2 separate regions of the Mus musculus genome follow, and region 2 is linked to region 1. The links are chromatin contacts, called in public Hi-C maps. All regions are on one chromosome and are shown on one strand. Each heading gives the region's core, a stretch centred on a gene start, on an enhancer-like site or on the middle of the called end of the contact. The rest is flanking DNA. Distances are from core to core; before and after follow the strand shown.

What was found. A called contact is a pair of places that touch in the nucleus more often than the background predicts.
Region 2: a contact with region 1 is called in a Hi-C map of Th1 cells, with 3 times the contacts expected there. The contact joins the promoter of Cdk5 here to the enhancer-like site in region 1. A contact is called at or near these places in 1 of 39 promoter capture datasets (hippocampal neurons), 5 of 484 Hi-C or Micro-C datasets (CD4 T cells, Th1 cells, embryonic fibroblasts and 2 more), 4 of 115 datasets of contacts at active chromatin or transcription factors (the NIH/3T3 cell line, double positive thymocytes, memory CD8 T cells and 1 more) and 3 of 9 other capture datasets (adipose tissue, liver and pancreatic islet).

Annotation. Positions count from the first base shown.
Region 1 is chr5:24,265,443-24,268,192 of GRCm38.p6, reverse strand. No RefSeq gene overlaps it. Among named protein-coding and RNA genes, the nearest start is that of Gm33476, 34 kb to the left of the region's middle. Within about 2 kb of position 1,377, at least 281 of the 459 cell types and tissues checked have an H3K27ac peak or open chromatin away from gene starts, as enhancers often do. A contact at or near this core is called in the NIH/3T3 cell line, Th1 cells, adipose tissue and 7 more, where this site is marked.
Region 2 is chr5:24,422,130-24,424,829 of GRCm38.p6, reverse strand. It overlaps Cdk5 (cyclin-dependent kinase 5), which reads left to right and starts at 1,266. Exons shown (of 12, transcript NM_007668.4): 1 at 1,266-1,381; 2 at 1,944-2,032; 3 at 2,115-2,182; 4 at 2,272-2,332; 5 at 2,442-2,498. The coding sequence starts at 1,345. It also overlaps a transcript of Slc4a2 not described here.

The sequences.
Region 1 (2,750 bases), core at 128-2,627:
AGAAGATGTTCTAGACTTGAAAGGATGGCTTTCAGGTGGTTAAAATCAAACAGAATTCAGGTCAGAATTGTACCTGTACCTTTAAGTTCGGATAGATGATAGAATAATTAATTTAAATTGACAAAGATGATGGACTGGGTATTATAAGTGGATATCAACCTTATAATTTGCATAATTGTTGTAATCGTGTTCAATTTATATCTGAGAGAAAAGAGCCTTTTTAATTGAAATGTGAGAAATGTAGTGGGTTTGGCTATACTGCTTGTATTATAATGCTAATTTGGGTCCCCAAAATTGCTTGCTTGAGAGAGTCTGCATGTCCACAGGTAAGACACTGAGGAACCCTGCCCCTAGTTGGTTCTGATTGGTAAATAAAGATGCTGGCAGCCAATGGCTGGGCAGGACGTGGCAGACTGAACTAGGACTTTTAGGATTTCCCAGGCCTGGGACTGAGAACAAGAAGAGAGGGAAGATCTGCCATGCTAGAAGAGTGTGGAGAAGGGAGACACCATGCCTGAGAAGAGTGCAAGACAGAGAGGCATGGCCGCCACGTGAAGGAGCCGGGAGAGCACGGCCCAGTTGGGCAGCCCTCTGAGTCCAGAGCAGCCAAGGTAGAACACAGAATTTAGTAAGCTGTAACTCGGAATTATCGGTGGAAGGTAGATTCTATCAGTAGTGGAGGTTAGGCAGTAGCCCAGCTATTGTGCTGATTAAGACATGTGTGTGTGTTTCATTTGGGAACACAAGCCATTGAGGTAGATAGCAAACCCGTATCTGCGACTTAATTATTAATTATTTAATTCAACAATATTTGTGCACAGGACTCCAGTTCCAAGAGGCTCCATGTGGGTAGGAATTACAATTCATGATTTATAGGTACAGATGACATCTGTGGACCTCCTTGCTTGGTTTTTGAAACAGGGTCACAGTTGTAGCTTTGGCTCTCCTTGAACTTGTGGTGATCCTCCTGCCTCAGTCTCCCAAGTGCAGAGATTATAGGTGTGTGATGTCTTCCCAAGAGGTGCTTGTAAATTCTTGAGGTGAGGGCCTTGCTGTCCTTTGTCCTCTCAGATGTGGTGTGTGATGCTCAGATGCTGGGCTAGGAGGCTGTGAGGGAGACCTATACTAGCCAGACCTGTGTTTTACATATAAGTAAAAGTCCCCCGTGGAAGTTGTTATTAATGTGTTTTTTTGTGACATTCACATGAACTTGGTCTAAATCAATCCAGGATAATTCTGCAACATTTGGTCACCCTTCTGCCTCACACCTGGGGGCATAACACTTCAGCATTAATCTGTGACAGATTAACAGGGCTTCAGCCTGGCCCAATGGTGTTGACAGTTTGAGGTGTTGGGCGCCATCTGGTGGCCGCATGATACACAGCCCTAATCACAGGAAGTCTGTTTCCAGCTATTTGCATAGCAGCCCCAGCCCATTCTTTAGTCAGAACCCCAAGTCTTGAACGTCAGCGGCCTGACATGGACTCCAGGACTTTAAGACACCATCGAGCTTCCCAGCTCCTGTGGGCTCCGGAAATTGAGAGAGAGCTGTTTCTAGGAAGTGTCTGGCTGTCCTTCCCCTCCTGCCAGTTGAGAACCGGCTACTAAATAAAGATGCCATGTGACCTCCCTTCTGCAGACTCTCAGGTCTCAGAGCAACAGTTAAAGTGGAGAGGAGGCGGCTGATGACTCACTGATACTCCGGAGCAGGAAATCAACACCCAGGGAGCCTGACCCGGCAGCGGCTCATACAGAATTGATTGGCGGTGGTTTGAGCGTGGGTGGAGTGGCTTTAATGTAGCCGAGCTTATAATACTTCCTTCTGCCGACCTCTGGTAAAATCCTGAAACAGGACTGGGTATGGTGGCTCCGGCCTGTAATCTCGGTTCTCAGGAAACTGATCAAGGGGCGTTGCTGCAAAACAAAAGTCCCAAACAAACTCTGAAATGGCCGATAAATGGCTCCCACCAGCTTTCTTCAAGGTTTGGAATTGGTAGAGAGACTCGCCACACCTGACACACACGCTGCCATCCACACTGGCCACTGCAGGCGATGGGTTGTCTTCTCCCTTGGGGACCCTTTGCTAGTGGGGCTACTTAATGCTCCCTGGGTTCTAGGTCCCCCTCGGCCCTGAGTCCACTCACTCTTTGGACTAAGTGTGGCTACAAGCCTCAGAGACAAGATGGCAGAGACCCTTGGAGAAAGAAAGCACAGCTGAAAGAACCAAGGAGACAACTTCTTGTCTTCCAGTCAGGAGTAGAAACTGGAAATCCCAGATGCTAGTGGTGCGAAGGCCTCCCCAGGAGTGTTTGGGAAGGGGTGATCTGAGAACTGCTATGCTGTGGTTTGTCATGTTGGGGTCAAAGAAGCAGGTGAGGTGGGGAGGCCTGGCCATGTGGATGGGAGCCTCAGGGTAGACAGGGTGGCCATAGGACCATGGTCTCAGCTGACACGGAGAAGCCAAGCCAGGGACACAGAGACAGTATACCTCTCAAGTCTGGAATGAGAGGACTTGGAAGTCAACTAGACATTTTGCTGCTACAGAAATTGGGGTCTCAGAGGTCATGTGACTGCTATGTGACTATGCTGAGCTAGGTGGCACCAGACTCCTACCCTAGCAGAGACTCCTTGCACAAGGCTGTGGGGTCCGGGCCCTCCTTCCCTGGAGTTAGGTCCCTGACAATCCACGGCCCCTGCTCCAAAATTCTCTATCTTGTTTTGTCTTAATATAACCATGTTTATGTTTGTTT
Region 2 (2,700 bases), core at 17-2,516, 160 kb before region 1:
TGAACTGATGGAAAACAAGACAACTTGTTGAAGATTCCTCCCTTTCGCTAGAACTACCTCCGGGCTAAATGGAAACCTATTCATAGCTGACACCTCTATTTGAAAGACCCTTGCGTGTCATCATGTTTTCTCAACTAAGTTATCAATTATTTCAGATAAAGAATACACTTTATGCGTCTTCAGTCTGCCACGTGGGTAAATCACAATATTGTTTATGCAAAAGCACTCAGATTTAAGTGAGTTAATTGACAAACGGTTAGCGCCTACTCTGGTTCCGCGCTGAGGAATGCTGTTTGGGGCCATTTTCGCCCGGTTCACAGCCCTCAAGAATGCAATCATGAGACAATTAGAGAGTAGTGCAAGAAAATCTATAATCAACTCCTTTATAGGATGAGGTAAAGGCTGCTTGCTCCAAGTGTAGCAACTGTCTGTGGTCTTGTCTGTTGAGGGAAGTAACTGACCTGCCAGTCTTCGTGGGCCACACCCTGGCTGACTCCAGTGGGCCTGCTCTGAAGACTGGGATCTGGGGGACACCCAGGCTCCAGTCAGCTGGCCTCGGCATGTCAAAGTGGAGCCGCTGGAGTCCGGTGGGTTTCGAGACGATAAAATGGGCCCAGCAGAAAGAGGGGACTCTGGCGTGTGTCCTTCCACTCAAATCCAGACTCTAACGGGGCACACCTGTCTCGCTGCCCAGCCCTGTGGTCAGCTGGTCCCTGTGAGGTCATCAGCAGTAAGACATCGCTCAGAATCATTCCCCAATCAGTCCTGGGGTCACCAGGTGGCCTAGGAGAGGTGAAAACTAGTGCTGAAGCTGTCAGGAGGTCGCTGGTGACTCAAAACACCCAACCAGGTCAGAGCCGGGCCAACAGCGCTCGGGATCTAGGCCGTCAAACGCAAACTTCAAGCAGAGAGCACCCCACCCCCACCCTCACTGTATTCTGGAACGCGTAGTCCCGGAGAGGCCCTTTTCTGGAAGGCTGTGAGCACAGAAAAGGAATAATAACAAGAGCGGGGCACACTGGGAGCCTCCGCGCCTTGGCGGAGACGCCCGACACGCGATGCTTCCTGGGAGTTGAAGTTTAAGGTTTGCCTCCGCGATGGAAACGAGTCCCTGGAGTTGATCGCTGCAGAGAGCCCGAGCGCAGCCTGTTGGACTTTGTAGTCCGCGTGTCCTCCGCCACAGGCATTCTTGGGAACTATGGCTTCCCCGGGACTACAAGTCCCAGATGCCAGTGCGTGGTGAGCAGGTGGGCGGGGCTGGAGCTGTGAGTACCACCTCCTCTGCAACGCCAGGGCCGGGAGTCTTAGAACCGAGGGCCCGCAGGGGTCCCCGCGGCCGCTGCAATGCAGAAATACGAGAAACTGGAGAAGATTGGGGAAGGTAATGGAACCACGAGATGTTCCTGCAAGGTCTTTTTCTGAAGACCCTACTTGCAGTCCCAGCTCCCTTACCGTCAGCTATACCGGCAGGCTCCGACCTCAGCACTAGCCAAAAGCCCTGGCCGCTGAGTCCCTCACCCAGTGCAGAAACGAACCCTGTGTTAGCATCTGCGGCAAACTCTTGCTCTTAGCCTTAGCAATCTCTGTGGACCAGCCTTCCTAACCGCGGCACTTCCTGCATTTCTCGTCCCTAGCCCCAGCATCACTTGCAAACCTCACCTGGGATTCCTGCTTCAATTCATTGCAGAACCTCCAACCTTAACATTTTTGCAGGCCTTCGTTCCTCCCCTAGGTGACTCCTCGATACCCCCCGACCCTACCCCCGACCCGGGAGTTTATGGCAGATTCTCCCTGCAGCTGAAGCCTTGAGTTATTTTAGGCACCTTCTCCTTGGCATCCTCACTCACAAAACTACTCCACATCTGGCCTTTGCCCTGAGAACTTACCCTTACACACTAAGATATTGAGAAGGATCCTCTCCCTCACCCCCAACCTTCCTCTAGGCACCTATGGAACTGTGTTCAAGGCTAAAAACCGGGAAACTCATGAGATTGTGGCTCTGAAGCGTGTCAGGCTGGATGATGACGATGAGGTAGGCCTAGGGCCTGGGAGGGAGGGGGGGTCTAAAGTCTGTCTTGGGTTTCGTGTAACTATTACCCCCTTGCATGTTGTAGGGTGTGCCAAGTTCAGCCCTCCGGGAGATCTGTCTACTCAAAGAACTGAAGCACAAAAACATTGTCAGGTAGGATAGAACCTCCTTATTAGACTGGGCTGGTATTGGGATGTTAGAGGCCAACTTGGAGATGTGGCTAAGCCTTTCATTTTCCCTAGGCTTCATGATGTCCTGCATAGTGACAAGAAGCTGACACTGGTTTTTGAGTTCTGTGATCAGGTGAAAGAGGGGCTTGGGGGGGGGCGGGGCATATTTATCATGGGAGGGTATAGGAGTCCAGACTAAGGTTGAACTCGGTCCTCTTCTCCTCACTGCAACCTCTATTTAGGACCTGAAGAAATATTTCGACAGCTGCAATGGTGACCTGGACCCTGAGATTGTGAAGGTGAGAGGAAAGATGTCTAGGGATTTGTGGCACCTGGGTATGCCTATATAAATATCAGCACTCTTTGACTGCCAGGTTGGGGCGCTGGGGTACCAGGGGAACCCTGTTTCTGCCTACCAAGGACTACTTGCCTTGGTGAACGTTATTTATGTGATTGCCTTTGATTTGCACAGACAGTATCTGATTTCAATGATGTCATTTG